2 separate regions of the Rattus norvegicus genome follow, and region 2 is linked to region 1. The links are chromatin contacts, called in public Hi-C maps. All regions are on one chromosome and are shown on one strand. Each heading gives the region's core, a stretch centred on a gene start, on an enhancer-like site or on the middle of the called end of the contact. The rest is flanking DNA. Distances are from core to core; before and after follow the strand shown.

Evidence for each region. A called contact is a pair of places that touch in the nucleus more often than the background predicts.
Region 2: a contact with region 1 is called in a Hi-C map of kidney, with 2.5 times the contacts expected there. The contact joins the promoter of Leo1 here to the enhancer-like site in region 1. A contact is called at or near these places in 12 of 12 Hi-C or Micro-C datasets (the A7r5 cell line, the Rat2 cell line, Schwann cells and 7 more).

What each region holds. Positions count from the first base shown.
Region 1 is chr8:85,017,257-85,024,340 of GRCr8, forward strand. No RefSeq gene overlaps it. Among named protein-coding and RNA genes, the nearest start is that of Mapk6, 29 kb to the right of the region's middle. Within about 2 kb of position 1,840, at least 6 of the 93 cell types and tissues checked have an H3K27ac peak or open chromatin away from gene starts, as enhancers often do. A contact at or near this core is called in hepatocytes, kidney and liver, where this site is marked.
Region 2 is chr8:85,076,233-85,083,258 of GRCr8, forward strand. Leo1 (LEO1 homolog, Paf1/RNA polymerase II complex component) reads left to right here and starts at 3,804. Exons shown (of 12, transcript NM_001005548.1): 1 at 3,804-3,873. The coding sequence starts at 3,816.

The DNA.
Region 1 (7,084 bases), core at 590-3,089:
AGGCACATGGCGTCATGCCCGGTTTATCTTTCTCTTATGTGTATGGGTGTTCTGCTTGCATGCATGTCTGCAGCCCACATGTGTGCAGTGCCCATGGATGTCAGAAACAGCTGTCAGATGCCCTGTAACCGGAGTTATAGTTATCAGCCATGGTGTGGGTCCTCTGGAAGAACAGTCAGTGCTCTTAGCCACTTGGCCATCTTTCCAACCCCAGATTTTGTTTCTTGATCTATTCAGCCAGCCTGTGCCTTTCGATTACAGTGTTAAGTTACATTTGAAGGTTGTACACTGAGTGCATTTTATTGTCTTTTTGCTGTTTGTGATCTTAGTCAGACTCTGTTTCAATGTTTGCAGCTTTGTTTTTTAACTACAGCACCTTGGTTATACTTATTCCTCTCTTCAGGCTGGAGAATTGTTTCCAATATTCTGTTAGAGTTGGTACCCTGGATATGAATTCTTTTCAGCTTGTGTGTATCACTGTTTTCCCTCTCCTTCAACGATGGCAGACAGTTTTGGTGGGCAGAGCGGTCCACGCTAGCAGCTATAGCCTCTTATAATGTGCAGTGCATTGTTCCAAGATCTTCTGGCTTTCCACGTTTTCATTAAGAAACCAGTTGTGGGCTGGTGAGATGGCTCAGGGGTTAAGGGCACTGGTTGCTCTTCCAGAGGCCCTGAGTTCAATTCCCAGCAACCACATGGTGACTTACAACCACCTGTAATGAGATCTGGTGCCCTCTTCTGGCCTGGAGGCATACATGCAGGCAGAACACTGTATACATAATAAATAAATCTTTTTAAAAAAATGTTTCCAGGTAGTGGTGGTGCACACCTTTAATCCCAGCACTCAGGAGGCAGAGGTGCATCTCAATAAGTGTAAGGACAGCCTGGTCTCTAGAGCAAGGCTCAGGACAGCCATCTCTACACAGAGAAACCCTGACTCAAAAACCAACCAACCAAACAAGAGATGTCATTCTTTTATATGCGACTTACATTTTCTTCTCTAGCCATTTCTAATACTCTGTCGTCTACATAGTGTTTTAGCTATGACATGCCCTGGGGAGCTCTTCTGGTCTCCTGTAGTTGATGTTCTATGCATTCATTGCATCTATCTGTATGTCCTCCCTTAGTTTGAGGACGTCTTTTATGATCCTGTTGAAAATCTGGTTTATGACAATGACCTAGAACTTTCCTACTTCATCCATGCATATAATTTGCAGATTTAGTCTTTTATTGCATTCTGTAGTTCTGCATAACCCCGCCCCCTTCCACACCCCGCCATGTGTGTGTTTCATATTCTTTGCTCCTGTGGTCTGATTCTTCTGCTTGACCTTCAAATCCTAACATTCTGTCTTCTATTTGATCCGTTCTACTTGCAAGGGCTGCCCCTGACTTTTCTACTTAGGCTATTTTAATCCCGTCTTCACTCCAACCTGTGTGCTCACCAGTATTTCTCTTTATTGGATTCTGTTTTCGAATTCCAGATCATCAATTTCATTCAGAATTATGTTTGTGTTTTCTTGGGCATCTTTCCAAGATGTTTACTCTCTCATTACATTTTCTTTAAGTGTATTGAGCTGTTGTATTGTTTGCCCTCCTTGAATTCTCTGAAGCTTATGTGTATTCTTTTAAATTCTGTGCCCTTGTGTTCAACTAGGTAATTCTACAGGACTGGTGAACGGGGGAGGGGCACATACTGTGTTCATCTTTTATATTGTTTGGTTTTTTTTTTCCAATGAAGCCTGGGCATGTGGACATCTTTTGTTTGTTCTGTGTCAGATACAGTGTCACCAGACTGGGCTGCAGTGTGAGGTGTGTTGGCTCCTGTTGGTCCTGGAAGTTGGTTGTGACACAGGTTGAAGTCATGTGGTAGGAGGTGGGGCCAGGCTGGGCGGGCAGGCAGGATGTGTGTTATGGCCAAATCCTGGCAGTTTGGTATGACATGGGTGGAGCTGAGTAGACTCCCACTCCCTAGATGTGGGCCCAGGCTAGATCTGGGGATTGGAGAGCGTACACACAGGGCAGAACCAGACAGATATATCAGGCTTGGCCATAGCTCAAGATGTGCAGCTTGGACTGGGTCCGGAGGTCGGATAAGCCGGGGAGGTATGAAGTCAGGTGGTGGGAGGGGAGCCTGTGCTGGCAGGTACAATGTGCCTCCCGGTCAAAACCTGAGTGTTGAGGACTGACCAGATGAGCTCAGAGCACTGGATATGTATGGGCCCCAGACTACATCTGGGGTTTGGGGATGGTAATTTACAACTGCCTATCATGCCAGGAACTCCAGAGGACCTAATGCCTCTTCTGCCTCCTCAGAAGCCTCTCTCTCTCTCTCTCTCTCTCTCATAAATTTATAGGTAATATTTTATTAATAATCTTTAATTTTTTTTAATAAAAGGGCTCAATCTGCTTAGGCATGGTAGTTCATACCCATAATCCTCAGCAGAAGCAGGGGAACTGCTGAGTGTTAGACCAGCCTGGAAACAGAGTAAGATCACATCTTAAAAAACAAACAAAGCGGGGTTGGGGATTTAGCTCAGGGTAGAGCGCTTGCCTAGGAGGCGCAAGGCCCTGGGTTTGGTCCCCAGCTCCGCAAAAAAAAAAAAAAAAAAAAAAAAAGAAAGAAAGAAAGAAAAGAAAGAATGGCCATTGTAGGCTCATATATAAAAAAAACAAACAAAGCAAACAAGTGGTTAGAACGAAGCTGTCAGAGATCACGGCAGCAGCAGGGAACCTATCAGGATATTGTCCAAATCCCTAAGGGCAGGCTGCATCTCACAGAGACCAAAGCTAGGGAGGTGGTGAGAGACTGATTCTTGCTATTACCACAGGACCTACAGATGGATAGGGCATGGATTTCTAGAAAAGGTATAAAATTTACCCAAGGCTAGAGAAGACTTCGGTTCCAGACCCCAGGGCTTTCGGCTTCCTGATGAATATTTTGTTTGGGATTTAGGGACAGAGACTGCTCTTGGCAAACCTGGAAAGTGGATATGAATCAGGCTGGCCTTGCGGGCAGAAGGCTTCCCACATGGAACTGTTTGTAGCAAGAGTCTGGCTCAGTGAGAAAAGACAGAAAGCGAGCCCAGAGCTACAGCAGAAAGCCCTGGCCGTCAAGATACGACGTTCTAACGTGGAAAGATTACTTACTGAAGACAGTCGGAGTGTTTCTATCTGCTCTGGAAAGAATGAACAAACAGTCCTGGCAGGACAGATTTCTAAAATACGTGTGTGCGCACAGAGAGAGATAGAGAGAGAGAGAGAGAGAGAGAGAGAGAGAGAGAGAGAGAGGGGCAGAGGCAGGCAGGCAGATGACAGAGACCATCAGACTATTGAAACAATGAACTCTCCAAAGCTGGAATATCCAGGGCTGTCTCATACCTGGATACCTGAGGGGTGGGGTGGTGGAGAGGGACGTTGTCTCCTAGAAACAGAGTTACAGCTTGTCCACCATTTAAAAGAGACTGGAGCCCATGCAATGATAATGAATGGGACCAGGCCTCACGTGAGACCTGTTCTACACCCCTGACCCCTTACTTTTTTTTGTTGTTGTTGTTCTTTTTTTCGGAGCTGGGGACTGAACCCAGGGCCTTGTGCTTCCTAGGCAAGCGCTCTACCACTGAGCTAAATCCCCAACCCCCCCCCCCCTTACTTACACCAGAGCTTCATGTTAGGACTTAGAAAATAGACTCGGGAGGGGGCTGGGTGGTCATAGGACCTTTGATTTGTTTGTCTCCCAAATCTGCCCTTTTCCGGTTTTTAGTATCAATTTGTCCCTTCAGCAGGCCTTTTGAAGGCAGATGGCTGAGCCTGGCCTATTTGAGGATTGTCAGGGTCTAAGCTGGACCTAACTCCAGTAACAAATGGACAATAATTCAAATAGGACAAATATTATAAAAAAAAAAAACTTACTAAAGGGGACTGGAGAGCACACACTGCTCTTGCAGAAAACCTGGATTCAGTTTCCAGTACCCACACTGAGACGCTAATAGCAGTCAGTGACTCCAGCTTTGGGGGATCCAATATTCCTGACCTCCGTGAGCACTGCACAATACACACGCACACACACACCCACTCACACATAATCAAAGATAAATCTGACTCTGGAATAGTGGCTTAGTAAAGATTTAAAGCCCTGACAGCTCTTCCAGAGGACCTAGGTTTGAATCCCAGCATCCGATTGGTGGCTAGCAACTGTCATTAATTCTAGTTCCAAGTCATCTGACACCCTCTCCTGATCTCTGGACGCTAGGCATAGGCGTGATAGACAAATGTACATGCAAAACTCACACACGTGAAAATCAGGCATATTCTAAGTACCAAGCACCATGCTAAATGCCTGTATTCAGTGTTCTCGTTTAAGTCTTTTTTTAAAAAAAGATTTATTGATTATATATAAGTACACTGTAGCTGTCTTCAGACACACCAGAAGAGGGCATCAGATCCCATTACAGATGGCTGTGAGCCACCATGTGGTTGCTGGGAATTGAACTCAGGACCTCTGGAAGAGCAATCCGTGCTGTTAACCACTGAGCCATCTCTCCAGCCCCTCCCTCATTTAAGTTTTATGGTAACCTGTAAGTTGTATATTAATGGCCCTGTCTATGAATAAGAAGCCTATGCAAGGGCAAAGCTGGTAAGCCACGGCTGAAGCGTGAGATTTAGTCGGGACTCGACTCTGAGGCCTGCATGCTTAAGTCAGTACTGCCCAGGGCACTATCTCAGTTGCAGCTGGAGCTAGTGAGAGGTTCAAGTAAGGCAGCTATGGGAGGAGTCTAAGTGTACAGACATCAGTCTGCGGTTTAAGGTAGACATGAAAAAGAGGCTTGGGGTGAAGTTTAAAGAGGGCAGCATGAGCAGAATCCCATCACCTGGCCTGCAGCAGCACGCGAGCGGCGAGGCCCTCCAGGTGCTGACATGGACACACGGACATGTCTGCTTGGTGAGCTTAATGACACCTGTATGCAGCACCATAGCAGACAAGGTGGCTGATGAAATCCCACCTCTTTCCCCAGGAACTCTATGACTACCAGCTACACCCCAAAAGCCACTCCTGGCCTACTTAAGGAGAGCTCCTCAGGCCTGTGAGCAAGGAGTTCCGCATGTTCAAACTTGACAGGCGAACCTCCGGATTTTATCAGTCAGCAAGTGCTGGTGCACAGAACAAAGACACTTCCCAGTGCGTTTAAGGGGTTAGAGTCTAGCCCGACCCAGACGCCTTAGAACTTGTGAGCACCTCTGTTGAGGGCTTCAGTGACATCACATAAAGCAATGAAGTCTTCCTCTTGGAGTAGCATAGACCAAGGTTGACCCCAAATATAGATTCTCTACCTCTCTCCCTATATCTCCCACCATGTAGTTTGTGGCCGGTCTGAAGTCTGTCTGTCCCAAACAAATGGCTTTGTTCCGTATTTATTGAATAGCACAGAAAACATAGTATGGGAAAAATAACAAAATAAAAAATACTGTTTGCAGAAATCATCAAATGAGGAGTGGGGGCTGGAGAGAGGGCTCGGAGGTTAAGAGTACTCAATGTGGGGTTGGGGATTTAGCTCAGTGGTAGAGCGCTTGCCTAGGAAGGGCAAGGCCCTGGGTTCAGTCCCCAGCTCTGAAAAAAAGAACCAAAAAAAAAAAAAAAAAAAAAAAAAAAAAAGAGTACTCAATGTTCTTCCAAAAAAGCTGAGTTCAATTCCCAGCACCACTCATGTTGGCTCCCAAAGACCTGTAACTCCACTATAATGGGTCCGATCACATCCTCTTTAAGACATCGAGTACATGTGGTATACATGCAACACATACAGGCAAAACAGACATGTAAAATTATTTTAATAAATACTTAAGTTTTATGAGAAGTTACCCCAAAAAGCACTCAAAACCACAAAGACATTATCAACCTACACCCATGTTACTTCCAGGAATTATGGTAGATGCCCATTTGAAATTTGCTCTCAGGGGCTGGAGAGACTACAGGTGAGAGCTCTGGCTGCTATTCCAGAGGGCCTAGGTCCAACCCCAGGCATTCACATGAAGCACAACTGCCTGAGACCTCAGTCCCAGGGACTCAATGTCTGGCCTCAGTGGGCTCCAAGTGTTCACATGGTACATTGGCATACATGCAGCCAAAACACTCATACACGAATGTACGTATTTTTAAAAACTAAAAAAATATATATATTTGTGTGTATGTCACATGTGTGCAACGGCCACAAAAGCCAGGAGACGGTGTTGGCTTCCTGGAGCTGGAGTTACAGGTGGCTGTGAGCTGCCGATGTGGGTGCTGGAAGCAGGGTCTCCTGAATGCAGCAAGTGCTCTCAGCTGCTGAGCCCTCTCTCCAGCCCCAAAATTACTCTCGCTGGTGTGGTGGCCACATCTTTAACCCCACCACTCAGGAGGCAGAGAGACGGGTGGATCCCTTGAGTTTGAGGCCAACCCGTGAGTTCCAGGACATCCAGGAATATAGAGAAAGACCCTGCCTCAAAACAAACCAAAAAAGTTGCTTTTAACTTATTGGCTGTTGTTAGCAAATACACGTACACACACACACACGCGCGCACGTGCGCACGCACACCCACACACACACACACACCTGTACAACCATTCTAGGTCAGGGTCATGGGCCTGAGTCCTTAAATACTGAGTAAAGGATTTAAGGTTAAAGGTATGCACTTGACTTAGGTTTAAAAGCTGACTGGATGAGAAATGCAAGGCATAATAAGATTGGTTATATTGTTCTCCTAAAGGCAGGTTAGACTGAAACAGACTGAGCACACAGTAGGATAGCACACTGAGTACATAGCTTTAGATGATCTCAAGGCCTATGGTTACTTAGCTGGGATGTCCAGTGTCTTTAAAGGGGAGTATCACTGGAAAGCTGCTCCCTGAGATGGGTGCTTGTGCTCTCCCAGTGCACTGCGCAATCACAACTGAACACTGGACACACTGTCCCTGTCACCCAGGTGGACTGGATTGGCTTTTGCATCTCCATGTTCAAAAGGAACTTTGAACTAGGTGTGGTGGTGCACATGTCTAATCTTGGGACTTAGAAAGCAGGAGGTTCTTGCAGGCTATAGCAACATGAAGAACGTG
Region 2 (7,026 bases), core at 2,554-5,053, 61 kb after region 1:
ATGCACTGGGCCCTCCCACCGCAATCATTAACGGAGAAAATTCCCTACAGCTTACCTAAGGGCCAATCTGATGGATGCATGTTCCTGCTTGAGGGCGTCTCTTTCCAGATGACTCTAGCTTATGTCAAGTTGACAAACGAAACCCTAACCAGCACGCCAAATAGTAGGAAAGCCACAACACAGTCTGTACTACTAGATAAAAAGAAAATATGTCCTTACTCATTCTAATATATCCCCATTGTACAAAAATCTAAAAAAGAGAACAAAAAAAAAATCTTTGCACCCAGAGCTAATTAAGCACCAGTGGCATTTGGTAACGTTTTAGAATTTCTAAATTTGACTTTAATTTTAGAGGATATTTTATACAAAACCCAGGGGGTATTTTTTTAAAAAAGGCAGTAGTGGAGCAGGAGAAATGGCCCAGCAGTTATGAGCTGGTACTACACTGAAGATTTGAGGTTGGGTCCTAGCATCCATTTTAAGTGGTTCATAACTCCAGTTCCAGAGGATCTGATGCCCTCTCCTGGTTTCTGCGGGTGGTACATGTAGAGACACCAGGCACAGGTAGGGGCATATGTGTGTGTGTGTGTGTGTGTGTGTGTGTGTGTGTGTGTGTGTGTGTGTGTGTGTACAGATAAAAATAATTAATCTTTTAAAAAAGTTAATGATGGCATTTCTCCCCTGCCTACTCTACCGTTCTTGGGTTTCTTTCTCAGGAGGCAACCACCATTTCCAGCTTCTACTGATCGGCTTTTCTGCAGACAATTGGTCAATTTCGTGCTATACACAGAGGTTTGGGTTCTGTTTCCTTTTTTGCTCTTTTGAGACAGGGTCTCAAATATGCCATCCTGGTTGTCTTGGAACTTGATCTGTAGACCAGCCTGTCCTTGAACTCACAGAGATCCACCTGCCTCTGCTTGCACAAGTGCCACTGTGGCCAGGACACAGAATTTTAATGGTAGTTTTGCATGTATGTACGGTACTTAAATTTTTCTTCCTTAACTATATGTCTTAGACGAATTTCTTTTAATTTGTAATTTTTTGTTTTGTTTTTCCAAACTGTCTCTCTGTGTAGCCCCAGCTGTCCTGAAACTCACTCCCTTGACCAAGATGGCCTTGAACTCAGAGATCAGCCTGCTCTGCCTCCCAAGTGCTTGGATTAAAGGTACCCAACTGACTTATTTCTTACCATCCACTCTTGAGAAGCCCAGCATACCTCACGTACAACTGTTCTCTCTGTCCCTCACTCCTTCCCTTCCCCTTCTTTCCCCTTTCCTCTTGCTTTATTTAATTTACATTAAAGATTCCCTTGGGATATTTAGTTACTAATTATGGATATGTATTTGTTATAAGAGTCAAATACCAAACCAGGCCAGGTGACTCTAATCCAGTTTTTACACTTAAAGAGGTAGGAGGATCTCAGAGGTTCTGCAGGCCAGCTTCAGCCACAAAGAGAGTTGAAGCCAGTTTGAGCTACATGACATCCTGTCTGTAAAATAAAATAAAATGAAATGGTTAAATGTTAAATGCTTACAGTCCAAGCACTCAGAGGAGCCTGGGCCTGAGACCAGCCTTGTTTGTGACAACAGGACAAGCCCTACACCCAACTCAAAGACTGCTGACAAATTTTACGTGATTATTTACATTATGGCCGAGCAGATCATATTGGCTATGTCATCAAGAGCCACTTAACCTCTCTATCTCCTCCTGCTTTTCACACATCAAAACAGTAATACAGTAGAATATATCTTCTTGCAATGGTTCTCATGGTTCTCCACCTCCCTAGTGCTCCCGCCCTTTAATACATGTGTGTGGCCACCTCCCAACGCCAACATAAAATTATTCTTTTTTTAAAGATTTATTTATTTATTTTATGTACAGCATTCTGCCTGCATATAGTGACTGCAGGCCAGAAGAGGGCACCAGATCTCATTACAGATGGTTGTGAGCCACCATGTGGTTGCTGGGAATTGAACTCATGACCTCTGGAAGAGCAGTCAGTGCTCTTAACCACTGAGCCATCTCTCCAGCCCATAAAATTATTCTTGTTGCTACTTCACAATTGTTTTTGTTTGTTTGTTTTTGCTACTATAGTGAATCACGATAGAAATATTTCTGGAGAGAAAGATTTGTCAAGGAAGTCACAACCCACACGTTGAGAACCATGCCCATCTCTCTTATAGATCTACAATCTCTTACCTAAAATTCTAAAGCAAACAAACAAAAATGGTTGGAAGCAAAGGTTTGGAGAGATGGCTCTGTGGTTATGAACACTGGCTGGGTTGCACTGGTTGTTCTTCCAGAGAACCCGGGTTTGATTCATAGCACTCACCTGGCAGCTCACAGCCATCTTCAACCCCAGGCCCAGGGGATGTGATTGATGCCACTTTCTGATGTCTTCGGGTACCAGGTGTGCACGTGGTGCACATATGCATCTATCATCTATCTATCTATCTATCTATCTATCTATCTATCTATCTATCTGCAAAGTAAAACACCCAAGCACATTTTAAAAAATAAAAATAAATGTATTTTAATAGTAATTTAAAGAAGAGATCAGAAGTTGGCAAATACTGTCAGACACTAACCTAAAACGCTTCATCCTTTTTTTTTAAATTTCTTTATTATGTATATGAACACACTGTAGCTATATCTTTAGACACCAGAAGAGGGCATTGGATCCCATTACAGATGGTTGTGAGTCACCATGTGTTTGCTGGGAGTTGAACTCAGGACCTCTGGAAGAGCAGTCAGTGCTCTTAACCGCTGAGCCATCTCTCCAGTTCTTCATCCTTCTTCTTAATCCAGCTCTTTTTGTATCCCGAACTGGCCTCAAATTCTGTTGTCTTCCTGCCTCAGCCTCCCATGTTGGGATTATTAGTCCTAAATCTTTTATTTTTCCAGTGCAGATTGAATTTGAACGTCACTACTAATAGGCAAGCTCTGTACTGAGCTACTGCCCATGTGCCTAGAGGTCAAAGGCCCATTTCCAGTGTATTCCTGGATTGCTCTTCACCCCGCCCACCCCACCACGCAGAACCTTTTTTTTTGAGAGACAAGTCTCTATGTATAGCCTGGCTGTCCTGGAACTTGCTCTGTAGACCAGGCTGGCCTCGCCACCACCATCCAGCATCTCTATTTTAAGAGAGGGTCCTTTATTAAACCTGATAGCGGGATTATGGATGTTGGAAGCCATGTCTGGGTTTAAGTAGGTGCTGGGTTTTCTGAAACCAGGTCTTTAGTCTTGAAGGGCAGGTCATTTACCGAACTATCTCATGAGGTCTTTTTTTTTTAAAGGGTGTGGTTCTCAAGGATTCCAACACTGTTATGCAGTCGAGGATGAATTTCTAACCCTTTGCCTCTAGAGTGCTGGATTACAGGCGTGCTTCAGGCTAGAGCTCTCAATGACTTAAGTTTTATTCTTTTGTCACAGGGTCTACGTGTGTAGCCATAGCTGTCTGTCTGTCCGAAACTTGCTATGTAAACGAAGCTGGCCTGGTACTCAAAGAGATCTGCCTACCCAGTGCAGAGCGACCACACCCGCCCTCAACTATTTTTAAGAAACCTGGCCGCAGCTGACAAGTCGTAAACAAGTCGGCTGGACATCCCATGCTTCATAATGCAGGCGAGCAGGCTAACGGGCTAGGTGGTGAGCACAGACACTCTAGGGGCGGAGCCCGCCGACTGCAGTCCAAAACTAGGTCACAGAGGCAAAGTGGGTCTTTGTGCGGCTCTTTACGACACGTCGTGCGTGGACTGCTCCGGCCGTAAAGCAGGCTCGAGTCGACCAGGCCAAGGCCGCGGACCCAGCTGCCATGGCGGACATGGAGGACCTCTTCGGGAGCGAAGCTGAGAGCGAGGCCGAGCGCAAAGGTGCGTAGGGCGGGGAGCTCCGCGGATGGGTGCATGGGGCGGCGGATTGCTTTCCGGCCGGAGGCGCGGTTCCGGGCAACGTGATTGCCCCCACGCTCTTGCCCAGCGCCCCCTGCATGCCCGGCGGTGCCAGCCTCTCCCGAGACACGGGCGCGGAGTCTGTGCCTGGACGGTTAGAGACCGGCCTGGGCTCGTTGTGGGGCAGAATGAGAACGAGTGGCTTGTGCACCTCCGTGCACACTTGGCCGATTGATGGGGTGGCTGTTCAACTACCCATCGGGCGTGATAACGCCCCTTGTGAAAGAGCGACTCAACGGGGAGACTGCAGATGCTCCTGGAGGGTCTGGGAGGGATCAGGTTGGAGCTATACCGAAGGTCTACGCACACTGGAAATGGGGTGCCCTTGGAGAGCCTGTGCAGAAAGCTGGTTTCCTTGTCTGTGATGTAAGAATGGGGAAGCTTCTGGGGGTGGTTGGAGAAGAGTGACAGAGGATTTGTGATGAATGAATGAATTCTGGTTCATGGGGGCACTTCTGGCACAGGTCTACGAATATCTGAATTTGAGATATGAATAGAAGAAGAATGAGGAAAGATCCGAGATGATCTTCAGAATTCTTGCAGCCCTCCGGGCCCAAATCAACCTGTACACATGTCATTTCCTTGCCCCCTCCCCCCCATTTGTCGCCAACTCCAGTTAGTATGTAATTACTCCAGTGTGACAGGAGCACTAGGTAAAAGTACAGAGAACTGAACTCCCCTGTGATGGTTCTACTCAGGTTAAGCCCGGAATATGACCGTATACTAATTCCTGCCCTGCTAGTGTTTTTGCTAGTGTGTTTTTCTCTTAGTTTAGTCACCGTGTCTTCGAGGCACAATTCTGTGTAAACCTTCCCATGTTTCCCATGAAGCTTTTCATTCATTGAGTAAACAAGGACTCCTAGCACTTCCTAGCTACCTCTTTTAGGTGTTGGGACGCGATCAGGAGAAAACAAGTTCCCCTCTCCCAGCTTACATTAATGCTTAGCGCTTTTCCGATACACAGTTGAAAGCATTGTTTAGTGAGGTGTATCTGCGGTGCTTTCTCATAGCAACCCGTAGCCTAGGGAAGTGGAGTTTACAGATTGCAATTCGAAGATCACCCCCCAACCCCATCTTTTCTTTTTAAAACTTCTTTTAAGGTCATGGCAGTTTCCTTCCACTTTACCATTGAGTTAGTGGGCGCTCTAAGATTTACTTCCAGGTCTGGTGTGCTGTCCTTGACAATTGCTCTTGGTCTTGAAGTTGCTATGGATGTAACAGTAGAACTTGGTAGGCCTGCCTGCTTGTCTGCCTGCCTTGCCTGCCTGCCTCCCTCCCTCCTTCCTTCCCTTCCTTTTCCTCTCTTTCTTCTACAGATCTGCTGTGTATGTTGCCTTTGTCGACTTTATACTTCTGATCCCCCTACCTCGGTGAGTGCTGGTATTAAGTATGTGTACCTCCGCTTTCAGTTAGTAGTTACTTCATATTTTTTATTTCTGCTATACGTTGATCTTGTGACTTGGTGCTATCCTGATACTCATATATTCACTGTAATAGTTTTTGTGGCTCCCATGGGGTTTTCTACATGTGAAACCATGCCAGGGTGATTAGAGATAGTTGTCCCGTTTCTTTCCCTTACCTGTTTATTTACCTTCCTCCTGCTAGTGCTCTCTTTATGAGGTTTGAATGGGGCTTGCAAAAGTAGATATTGTTCTTGACCTCAGAAGGAATGTGTCTAGGTTTCTAGCGTTATTTAAGGTTTATAATCTTTGTCTCTGTGAGATCAATAATGGCGTGCCCACTTGCATTCCTGACTTTAGTAATTCGAGTCTTGCTTTTTTTTTTTTTTTCTTGGACAGTCTGCCTGAAGGTTTAATTTTGTTAGTTTTAAAGGAATGAGCTGTTAGCCAGGCATGATGTGCATCTCTATGATCCTAACACTCAAAGACAAGAGGCAGGAGGATTGGCACAAGTCACAGGCAATCCAATGAGACTATAAGAACTTATTTGCTGAAGAAAAAAAAAACTACTGTTTTTATTGATTATCTACTGTTTTTTCATTTTCTGTTCCCTTGCTGCTTTCCCCCTCCAGACCCTCCCCCTCCCAGACAGGGTTTCTCTATGTAGCCCCGGCTGTCCCAGAACTTGCTTTGTAGAACAGGCTGGCCTCGAACTCAGAGATCTGCCTGCCTCTGCCTCCTCAGTCCTGGGGTCAAAGGTGTGCGCCACCACTGCCTGGCTTGGGCTTTCTTTTTCTGATCTCTTACGATGTTAAGGTAGGTATTTGACTGAGATGTTTCCTTTCGAGTGACACTGCTTTCCTTTTGTCCCCTAAGAATTGGTGTAATGTCTTCACTTTCATTCATTCATTCTAAAATGTTTTCTATGACTCCTAAACCCCTTTAAATTATTAAAATTTCTTTGAAGCATAGTTGCAAGATATAAAACTCTGAGGCTGAATCATGGCTTAGGGTTCATGCTCTTGACTAACACTGCCAGGTCCTGTTGTCAGCACTTCAAAAAAGAAAAGAAGAAAGTGTCCTTGTTGAACAGTCTCTCCCTCTCCACATTAGGATGCCTGGTTTGCTTTTGTGGTTTCTGTCATCCTTGTAAGGGTCCCTTGTATGAGATAATTCTCTTTTTGTTTGCTTGTTTTCAAGATTCATATCAAACAACTTGATATGTTTAAGTGTGGATTCCTTAAGTTTTTTCAATGTGGCATTTATTAATTGAACTTCTTGGATGTGTAGATTGATTAAATTTGGGTCATTATTTCTTTAGCTATTACTTTCTTCTGTTGGCATATTTGTTTTATTATTTGATTGGATTCGGGCTGGAGAGGTGGCTCAGTGGTTAAGAGCACTGACTGCTCTTCCAGAGGACCTGAGGTCAAATCCCAGCAACCACATGGTGGCTCACAACCATCTGTAATGAAATCTGATGTCTTCTTCTGGTGTGTCTGAAGACAGCTACAATGTACTTAAAAGATAATAAATAAATAAATCTTTATTTGATTGGGTTCTTATACCTCTAACTCCCTTCCAACCCTTTTCTCACTCTGTTCCTTTCCAATCCCCCCCCACCCCCAACACTAGGTAGGAGAGAAAGAAGGCTAGAGGGGAAAGGGGGTACAAA